2 separate regions of the Mus musculus genome follow, and region 1 is linked to region 2. Evidence: chromatin contacts called from public HiChIP or PLAC-seq data. All regions are on one chromosome and are shown on one strand. Each heading gives the region's core, a stretch centred on a gene start, on an enhancer-like site or on the middle of the called end of the contact. The rest is flanking DNA. Distances are from core to core; before and after follow the strand shown. Region 1 overlaps Pisd (phosphatidylserine decarboxylase). Region 2 holds the start of Yes1 (YES proto-oncogene 1, Src family tyrosine kinase).

The links. HiChIP or PLAC-seq counts read pairs in DNA pulled down with a chosen protein or histone mark.
Region 1: a contact with region 2 is called in an H3K27ac HiChIP or PLAC-seq map of embryonic stem cells, with 8 read pairs. The contact joins the enhancer-like site here to the promoter of Yes1 in region 2. A contact is called at or near these places in 4 of 39 promoter capture datasets (embryonic stem cells, liver, stem cell-derived epiblast-like cells and 1 more), 1 of 484 Hi-C or Micro-C datasets (embryonic stem cells), 5 of 115 datasets of contacts at active chromatin or transcription factors (all in embryonic stem cells) and 1 of 9 other capture datasets (adipose tissue).

What each region holds. Positions count from the first base shown.
Region 1 is chr5:32,758,649-32,763,780 of GRCm38.p6, reverse strand. All of the region lies in intron 3 of Pisd (phosphatidylserine decarboxylase), which reads left to right. Among named protein-coding and RNA genes, the nearest start is that of Pisd, 24 kb to the left of the region's middle. Within about 2 kb of position 2,785, at least 35 of the 459 cell types and tissues checked have an H3K27ac peak or open chromatin away from gene starts, as enhancers often do. A contact at or near this core is called in adipose tissue and embryonic stem cells, where this site is marked.
Region 2 is chr5:32,609,667-32,615,270 of GRCm38.p6, reverse strand. It overlaps Yes1 (YES proto-oncogene 1, Src family tyrosine kinase), which reads right to left and starts at 4,100. Exons shown (of 12, transcript NM_001205132.1): 1 at 3,896-4,100. Gm10461 (collagen alpha-1(II) chain) reads left to right here. Exons shown (of 2, transcript XM_030254958.1): 2 at 3,219-5,604. The coding sequence ends at 4,047.

The sequences.
Region 1 (5,132 bases), core at 1,536-4,035, 150 kb before region 2:
ACCTGTATGAACTTGGAAGTGTCACTCTCTCTCTCCCTGGTCCTCTGTATATTTAATTGTAGAGTAGAAGGTTGGGTGGGAAAGCAGCTGATGCTCCTCCATGTTCCTACAGTCTCTGTCGCTAATTTTGTTGCCATTGCTATGTGATGGGCCTCCTTCCAGGATAGGTTCTGTAGTACTGTGGGTTTTGACCAATTTCCTCCAATAGAATCCAGTGTTAAGGATTTCTCTCTGTTTCCTCCCTCCTCCTGTTCCTTCTTTCCTATCCCTTCTTCCTTGTCTCCTTCCCTCTTCCCTTCTTCTCCTTTCTCTCCTCCATTTCTCTACGACACTAAGGATTGAACCCAGGGTGTCATGCAGGCTGCGTGCTTGCTTTCCCACTGAGCTTTAGTCTAGTCCTTTTTAATTTTACTTTGAGTCAGAATCTCACTAAGTTGCTTAGGTTGGCCTCAAACTTGTCATTTTTCTACCTCATTCTCTACATGATATTAAAAGGTGTGTGCCATGATTTTTACATGATGGCTGTAAAAGGATCTTGCAGGGTCCCAAGCCTAGACTGGCAAGACACTGATGTGGAATGGCCTATGCAATGGGAGTTCTCAGACACCTGTAGGTAAAGAATTGTGGGAGTTCTAGGTAACCATCCCTTACGTGAGTAACATGGCTATGGAACTCCTGGGTTTTCAAGTAAGATGCCAGCATTTCATTTCATAGAAAGTAGTGTGCACTGGGTTGATGCTAGAATATTTTGTGGTGGCAGCAGGGTGAGGAGAGACTTGAATTGGCAGCACCCCTCATCTCCAGTACCTACCTAAACTCATTGCAAATAAAAGAAATTTTCCCAATTGTGACCATTCATTCTGGTGGAACTTTGAAAATGACAAATTTAGGGAGCTGGGGAGGTGTGTAATAGTGTTCACTGCACAAGGATGAAAAGCCATCCATGGCAGCATGTCCCTGTCACCTCAGTGTTTGGTGGCAGACATAGGTTTGTTCCAAGAACTCAAGGGTGATTTGAACTGTGGGTGCCCGGTTCAAGAAGTTTTAGGGAAAAAAACAATTTTAGAATGTTGTCTAAAGATTGTGGTGAAGAATGTGGTTGCTTTTTGCCCTTGTCCAAGGAGTCTGCCTGAGGCTAAGGTGAAGAGATTTAGATTAACTGCATTGACAAATGAGGTCTTAAAACAGCCTAGCATAGATTCTGTCCTGTGGGTTTCACTCTTAGGAATTGCATTTTGTTGTTGTTGTTGTTGTTGTTGTTGACATGGAGCAAGCGTAGAAAGGAAAAATACAGAAGGTATTGTTCAAGTATTAAATTAGGTGAACCAGGAAATGGAATGGAGCTAAATCCTGTGTTCAAGGATATTAAATGGGATTAACAGAGTGATGACCTGGGGTGAGATTCTACCAAGCTAAGCTTCCATCTAGAGAAAAGAAATTAAAGAAAAGTCTAGGAGTGATGGTTCCTGCCTTTCATCCCAGCACTCAGGAGACAGAGGCATGCAGGTCTCTGAGTTCCAGGTGAGCCTACAGAGCAAGTTCTAGAACAGCCAACCTTAGAGTGAATAAATCACCGAAAACAAGCTGGTGAAGATACAGTTGAACATGAGGGACATATTCCAGCCACAGCAAGCAATGGGACTTGGTAACTTTAGCCACGTGGTTCAGGCTTTAGAGTCAAGATAGAAGAAAGGGGTTATGGAATCTCCCGCCCTGACTAAGGAAAGTGGCCAAATGTGGCAAGGGTGTCCCTGCATGGAGGCCCAGAGAGGCCATTGTGTGAAACTGTGAAGGTGAAGCTTGGATTGCCTTGAAAACCCCAAGAGGTTCAAGAGATGCCAGAGCTGTGGGAGATCTGCCAAAGAAAGCTCCAAACAGGAAGTTAATCAGCCCAAGAGGAAGAAGTCTGTTGCAATTAAAGCTGAAAGGAGTGGAGATCTGAAGAGCGCTTTGATATCATACATGGAGATGCAGAGTTTGGAGTTGGCCCAGCTGATTTTCTCTCTTGCTTTGGTCCAGTATTTCCTCACCACGCTCCCTTCCTTATGCACATGATACGTTGGAAGGATAGATCTGCTTTTATTTTATAGGGGGTTACAGTTAAGAGATTACATGAATCTCAGTCAAGACTTTGGACTTTCAAACATTGTTGAGATTGTGGTAAGACTTTGGGGACTTTGGAAGTTGGACTAAATGTATTTTGCCTTATGTTATGGCTGAAAGCCTATGGGGGCCAAGGAATGGAATGTGGTGGTTTGAAAGGCATGGCTCCCATAGACTGGCATTTGAAGATTACAGTGATCTGGACTCTTCTGTTACAGAAGATAAGTCAGGACCAGCTGACCAGAACCACAGAATCTTTTTTTTTTTTTTTGAGACAGGGTTTCTCTGTCTAGCTCTGGCTGTCCTAGAACTCACTCTGTAAACTAGGCTGGCCTCGGACTCAGAAATCCGCCTGCCTCTGCCTCCCAAGTGCTGGGATTAAAGGCGTGCACCACCACTGCCTGGCAGAACCACAGAATCTTAAATCAAAATATTAAATGGTCTTGAGAGAGCCTTTGCTTCATTCTAGTGTTATGGAGTTTGAGGCCACTGGGGAAAGACTACTGACTCAATGTAGATTATAACTAGCCAAATAACTGTTAGCAGGACCGCAGTCTCTAAAGCCAAGTCAGAGATGCTGCACAGAAGCAAGTGGAGGGAAGGCTTTTTAAGGCTAACACCACAATTACTTCACTGCTGCAGAATTTACAGCTCTGTGAGGATCTGCCTCATTCCCCGTGCTCACAGTGATAAGTCAGTCTACAGAAGCCAGAACACGTGATCAATCACTTCACAGTAGCTACACAGTTCTGAGAGGAGGTAAGGGCTTTTCAGGACTTTAGGTCAGAGGCCAAAGGTACTAAAGTAGATAGCAGGTACAAAATGAGTTTCCTTATCCCTCACACTAAAATTTGTGCATAGCTCTCAGCATTCTAATGGTCCAAGTTCTCACAACAGCTTGCTAAGATTTGAACATTCAGTGGCTTTTCTAACCCAGAGTTACGGCTTCCCTCCAACAGTCCTCCCCAAAACACATGGTCAGGATTGCCACATTAGTATCCCAATGTCGCGCCCACCTTCCCTGTGGCAGGGAAGACACAACACGGTCGGATTCTTCTCAACAGCCTTTATTGCAGGAATGCCTCGATGCTGCTACGGGGACCCCGGGCATCCAGGGAGGTCTGCTTATATACACCCCGGCACAGGAGAAGGCTCCGTGGCCCCCTGGGATTGGTCAGTCTGCTGGCACCCGCTCGGGCACACCGGAAACCACTCGGGCTTCTCACTCTTATATACTCTCAGCCCCCATCCACTCACGGCAGGCCACGCCACCTCACCAGGCACGCAGCTTCAGCCAATCAGGGCGGCAGGGGCATGTCTCCACCAAATATGGACTTGTTTACACCGCCAGCATCATGGTGCACCTGTGCAGTTCTCACAATGGTCTTGGCTTATTTTCAGGTGTTTGAGGAAGTCAGGTGCAAGTCATAAGACTTAGCTGCAGTCCCGGGCGCCATCTTGGGACTGCTGCCACACCCGCTCCTCACATCCCACAAACTGTACTCAGTTCTATTTTAGGATTTCTGTTGTTGTGATGAAACAACTTAACCAAAAGCAAATTGAGGAGGAAAAGCTTTATTTTACTTATACTTCCCCATCTCTGTTCAAACAAAAAGCAAGAACTCAAATAGGGTAGGAGCCTGGAGGTAGGAGCCCATGCAGAGGCCAACTATGCCTGGCTCAAACTTTAGTCTTTTTTTTTTTTTTCATCACTAATTTATTTATTCACTCAAACTTTATTTTTGACAAAGAGTAGACACACAGAGACAGGAAGTGCATTGGGTTTTTATCTGACTCAGGTGGTGACTGTCTTTTTCCCCACTGACTGGAGTCCACCCTCACTATCTTATTCAGTTGGCTAGTCTAAAAAGAATTGGCTCAGGAAGTGAAGGAGAAAGGTCCACTGCCCAGGCTATTACGTTGCTAGAATAGAGCAGTGGGCCTTTAAGTAAACAACAATTTACTAGATGGAGGAGGATTTAGACATTTGCATAAAACTCTCCTACAAGTGGGGCGATAAAGTAATTTTAATTCTTTGTCCTAAGCTCAGGTTTTACAGTATTTGATAGAAAAGACTCTTGTTTAACATTCCTTAGGCTATCTAGCCATGAGAAAGGCTTACCATCTGACTTGCTTTGTGCTTTTCTCTTTCCTCTCATTTCCTTGGTACTAATTTTAGTTTTTGTTTGGACGGGAGTGGTGTAAAGCTTATTTCTAGTCAGAAGTATATCTCAGAGATGTGGCAGGCGGAGATGAGCTGTTAGTTTCATGTTGATGTAGAGAGAAAGGTGTATTAAAGATGTCACACCATTTATTCTTGTACATGAAATTTTTGAGAGAAATTATTCTTGTTTAAATAAAGAAGAAAAGAAGGAAGAAGAGGAAGAGGAGGAGGGAGAAGAGGAGGAAGAGGAGGAGGAGGAGGAGGAGGAGGAAGAGGAGGAGATTGTTTCTTGTAACCCAGACTGGTTTTGAACTTGCTGTTTAGCTGAGTCTGGCTTTGAACTCCTGATCCTCCTGACTCTACCCTCCAAGTGCTGGGATTACAGGAGTGCAGCACCATGCTTGGTTTATACAGTACTGGGGCTTAAACTCAGGACTACTACATACATGCCAGACAAACACTCTACCAACTGAGCTATATTCTCAGTCCTAAGAGCAACTTGAATTTTATACAGATGTAAAAATTAATTGATTAAAAAGGAAACACAAAATCTTACTAAGGGTTTATTTATTTATTTATTTATTTACTTACTTACTTTTGAGACAGGATCTCACTATATTGCTCAGTATGGCCTCAAAACTGGCAACCTTCCTGCCTTTGCCTGAGTTCTAGGATTATACCATGGTGTTAATTGGCAGTCAAATACAGTTTTTGAAGCATACAGCTCCATGGTCTTGATGAATGTATATTCCCATGTAACCACTGTCACAGGCACATCTGTGTCCCTGCAGTCAGTGTCCTCCACACTTCCAGACAATCACTGCATGCACTAGAGCTACTGTTTTACAGTTTCATAGAAATGGAA
Region 2 (5,604 bases), core at 2,851-5,350:
CTACTTTTTGTAGGAGAGTCCAAATTAATGTACATCAGCAATCCAGCCACCCCTCTAACTTGAAATATGTTACATGCTTCTTAAAACCCAACATCTGAAAGGCACTGCTAGGCAAGGAGATGAGGCACCGAGGCTTGTAATTCATGCCATCAGTACATCACACTCTACTTTGTAATCATAGCATTCTCCATTTTTCTTGGAGTATGTTTCCCAGTCTTAAGGTTATAAACCTCCACTCAGATACAGACACGCTGCCATCAAGTCGGCTGGTTCCAAGACAACAGTAGTGCTGCAGCAGCCAAGGATCCCTTGGCACAGACTTGCTCAAATGATACTGGCAGCAGCACTGGCTCTTCCCTTTCTATCTCGGCTGTTACTATAGCTCCTTTGCTAAATCTGTCTCTGAGTTTAGACAGGAGCTGGATGGCTCATAATCACCCAGCAGCTGCAGCTGAGCAATACTCAGCTAATTGTGGCACTGGAGCAGCTGAGAGAAGAAAAAAGAAAATATATACCCGATTGTAGTCATACATAAGTGGCTGTACACAGTGCTGGTAAGACACCAACACACTTTAATAGGAACAGATTATTTCCTCTGAAGAGAAGCAGTTAGGGCTTTTGCTAGAGGACTTGTATCTTTAGTATAAGTAAGTTTAAATGTGAACCAAAGGTGACCTAGCCATGTAGCTCTCTGAACAATGGAAGATCTTACTAAAATTTCCTGTAAATATGCACACAAGGACAGAATCACAAACATTGCCTTTACAATGAGGCAAAGTTCCTGTGACATGAACTTGGCACAGATGCAATCTCTTCTTCAGCGCTCCATTACATCAACATAAAGTAACAAAACCAACAGCTAAAACAGCAAGCAACTACACAGAATAACTAAAGCGGCCTCAGGCAACCACTCTGTCTCTGAAACACCATTGTCATTGCTTCCTTCTGTAACAAAAGTATATTATTGCTTCAGACTCTACAAACCTCATAAAGTGTAATTAAAGGGAAAATCACTACACAATGAAAAATCTTATGTTAAAACTGACACTGAATTGTTCTTATTTGAAGCATTATTGCTTTAAGGAAAAAAAAATGAATGAAAGTCAACTCTTGCTATGTCAGTTTTGTCATGGTACCTGATTTTCTGAAAGGTAGGTACCTGATAAAAGAACACCTATCCATTCAATAAACATTTTGATTACTTTCTATTTACTATTTATATTTAAAATTAATAACACATAACACCTCTCAGAACATTAAAATAACATAAAAATCAAGAACATTTGGAAGTGTGTGGTATTTTCTTTTTTTTTAACTTTTTTTTATTAGATTTTTTTGTGTGAGTGTGTGTGTGTGTGTGTGTGTGTGTGTGGTATTTTCACACACAAACTAGTATATGATATTTATGATGCAAGAAGTCTAAACCTGTTAGCAAAGAAGAGCCCAGGGAGTGCCCTTAAGCTAGACACCAATGACTAAAATTTTTAATCAACAGGGAAAAGATTAAAGGATGTGACAGGAAACCAGATTATCTTGAAAATTATTAACTTAACCTAAGCACCTTCTATACTGCATTACATTCAGGCTTCTTAAAAATATTTTTATGTAAAATATAAAACCCAGGTAACAAACACACAAATGTATGAGCTCATAAATTAAATTAAAACTAACACCTCCAAGACCCCAAGGATAGAAGCATCACTTCCTTGTAGTTTTTTTTTTAATAGTTTTATCACTTAAATTTGCATCCCTAGACATCAGAACCTAGCAATGCTCTTCAAAAAAAAAAAAAAAAAAAAAAATCTGCTCAGGTTTCTTTCCTAAACAATGGTAATAAGTAATAAGACTAATAAATGATGCTCACACCAACCTGAACCACTAAATTGGAAGCTCAATATATTTTTTTTAAAAATTACCAAGGCTGGAGAGTTGGCTCAGCAGTTAAGAGCATTGACTGCTCTTCCGGAGATCCTGAGTTCAATTCCCAGCAACCACATGGTGGCTCACAACCATCTGTAATGGGATCTGATGCCCTCTTCTGGTGTCTGAAGACAGCGACAGTGTACTTATATAAATAAAATATATTTTTTTAAATTACCCACAGTAGTATGCTATTACTGTTAGAACTATGCAAATTTGAACTGTAAGTAAACAAGGATTTAAACAAGTATACAAGTAGTAATATTTCACTACTCTTTTAGCATATTCTTTTATTTATATATGCAATGAAATAAAATTTTATTTGCAAAGACAATGGGTTTTTTTGAGAATTTCTTCAACTAAAAACAATTTTTGACTATATATTAATATTATCCTTTGGCCATGAGATAAATTTCACACCTATCCCAAGAAGACAGGTCAAGGCTGTAATTTCACTTTCAGTTGAACAGAAAGGAGTCAATTTTGTGGTTTGTGAAGTCAGCAAAAACTAGCTACAAAATTAAAGGTATAACATTACCGTAGTTTTATGGCAAAGCACACATTTTAAAAGCTTTTATTTTATCCTGGAAATATGGAATATAAACAGTCTTGTATCTAAGTTTCAATCAAAGGCAATCTTCTCCCTCCCCTAAATTTAGGACCTACTGAAATGTCAACCAGCATCTACATTTTCACTGAGGTTTTGCTGGTATTCAAAAATAAGATATAGCTAAATGCATTTAGCAAGCGGAAAAAATTCCTGAAGAACAACTTTCCTACAGTTGTATTCTCTCTCATATATGTTGCATATAAGAACTTTGGCTTTTAATTTAACACTCCCTATCTGCCCACTCAAAATGTTTCTAGTCCACACCATTGTGCTGGTTAATAGAGGTAGCACACATTTGGCCTTAAATTGAGTCACACATGCACACTTAATAACATTTTCATTAGTGAGTAATTTAAATTTAGAAATTTAACAGGATGTTTAAACTCACTTTCAATTGCCAATTTTGGTCAGTAATTTTACACGAAATACATGAATATACCATACCGAAATATCCTGTGAAATCACATGTAAAAAACACAGCTGTGGAACACACAAGAGAGGTACAAAGTTATGTTTCAACTGCATACTTTTCGTTTATTTACTTTGATAACTGTCATTTCCACTGCTGTTCCAATCACTTATGCAAAGAATAACTACATCAAAACTACGCTATGCCCCATTCACAATCCCTATACCAGAAACGATATTCCCACTTTTTAAAAACAACTCTTTCTCAAGCCCAATAAAGCAAAAGCTGGAAGCAATTATCAAGAAGCAAAACACAAACAAAATTTTCGTTGACACAGGAGGACAGAGAACCGAACTCACGGGGAGGCGGAGTGGCAAGGCACTTAAAAGTGGCCGCTGATTGTAACACGTCCCAACACCCTCAAACCCAAACAAAGGAAAACTTTATAAACAGGTCGTGGTTTGCAATCAAACCAAGTACAACCCGCCGCTCACCCGCTCGCTCCACGAGTTCCACTCCTCGCTCCAGACAGTTGCTGCGGGCGTCCGGCGACACAGACCTCCAGCCGCTAGGACGAGAAGGGGCCGCTGCCCTACCCTCTGGTCCTCATTCGGGAGTGACCCCACGTCCTTTGGGGTGGAGGGTGCAGCGGCGGCACCACATAGGCTGGACCACTATCCGGACTCCCGCAGAATCGGGAAGTACTGGACAGGGCGGAGACCGAGGCACTGGGCAAGCAGGTAGTGAGCCCAGGAGACGAGACACTCACGCCCGCCAGCCAGACCGCGGGAGGGGAGAAGTTTCTCCTCAACTTCCAGACTCCGGGACCAGTAGGCGGACAGCGGCAGGGGCGGCGGCGCCTCGAGAAGCCCGGGAGCAGGAGGGTGGATGCCGAGGCCTAGAGCTGCCCGGTCCGGGTCAGCTGCCTACGTCGCGAGGCCACGCCGCGAGCTTACCTGAGTCCGGCCGCACTCGCACGGGTCGCCGCGGGGAGAAGGCGGCCGGCCGAGGTGGACGCCCGCGGGTCCCTCTCCCTTCTCCACCTCCAGGTCGCGGGGCGCCAGGAGGCAGCGACGGCGGCGCAGCCGGCCCGGGACGCTTTACTTGAGGAGGAGGGAACTCCCGGACGCCCGCACCCCGCGGCCTCCCTCTCTCCTCCTCTCGCCGCCGGCCCCGCCCCTCCGCTCCGGATCGCGCGCGGGGCGGGGGTTGCGGCTACCTGCGCGCGCCCGCTCACCGGAACTCGCGCTCTGCTGTCTGCTGGGAGCGCCTTCCGGCGCGGGAGCTCTGCGCGGGGTCCGCGGGCCGCTGGGAGGCCCGGCCGTGTCGTGCCTGCCGGCCCAACATGGCGCCAGGGGTCAGGCGTGCTCCCGAGGGGGCGTGAGGAGAAAGCAGCAGCGGCATGTGGTTCCCTGCCTTGCCCGCACGCCGACTACCGCAACGGGCGAAGCGGGGCTCCGCCTGGCTCACCGAAACACTGAGGGGTGTGGGGCTTTGTTTTCGGAGGGTGATCGGGGTTGGGGTTCTTTGGAGAAAGGTTGACTGTTCATTTCTCAGCTTTGTGCCTCCGCACCCTTTGTCACTGATAGTAAAATCACAGTCGAACCGCGTGAGCCATCAGGGCAGTGCTGACACCTTGGTTCTCGTCTGGCCGCAGAAGCTTCCTGTTGACTGTAGGTCGAACCAGCCTTGCCGCGCGAGTAGAACCGAACCTGAGTTGTGTTGGCAATTCTCCCAGGAATGGTGGCTCTCACTTAGAGTGGGACAGCATTGTATTTGATCCTCGTAATAGGGAACCCGGACAGGCACTGTGACTCTTCTTGACAGCTATGAAAGCTGACGTTTGGGCCCCTTGAAGTGAAGAAGTCAAGATGAAAGGTTTTTTGTTTGTTTTCCCTCCGAAGGCCTTGCATCGTTTTTTCTGCTTGCCTTGTAGAAAAAGGAAGGGTTTAGGAGGAACTGAGGTACAAGATTGAGAGGGTCAAAAGACAATCTAGAAGTACTCCTGCTAAAGGCACGTCTGCCTTATCACACTCTTAATTTCCCTTTTGTATTTCCTCTTTGGTGGGGTTATTCGAAGTATTAATGTGGGACTGTTGGTTTCCTTTGTGGTTTTCAGAGAAATTCAGCATCATCTTTGACATATCAACTCCGTCAGTAGTCTGGTACTTTAGCAACTTAAATGCACACAGCTTTAAAAAGTTTCTTCAGAGAAAGGAATGGGAATCCACATGAACAACTATGTGTGATGTAGCGCGGTGCTTTATTTTGCCATTGACTGGTGCATTAAGGGGTTTTTTTGTTTTGTTTTGTTTTTTTTTTTTTTTTGTTTTTTTGTTTTTTTGTTTTTCTCTGTATAGCTCTGGCTGTCCTGGAACCCACTTTGTAGACCAGGCTGGCCTCGAACTCAGAAATCCCCCTGCCTCTGCCTACCAAGTGCTAGGATTAAAGGCGTGCGCCACCACCGCCCAGCAAGTTTTTTCTTGAAACTAGAACGTTAGTTACTTGAGCTGTTGCCTTTCTAAACCTACAGATAAAATAGAAATATATTTGTGACCCTAAACTCTCCCAATTTAAAAGACAACAAACAAAAACCCTCTCAATGTTAGTCTAACCTGTTTTGAATTTGTTTTATATTTTATTTTGTTTTACTTTGCTTGCTTTT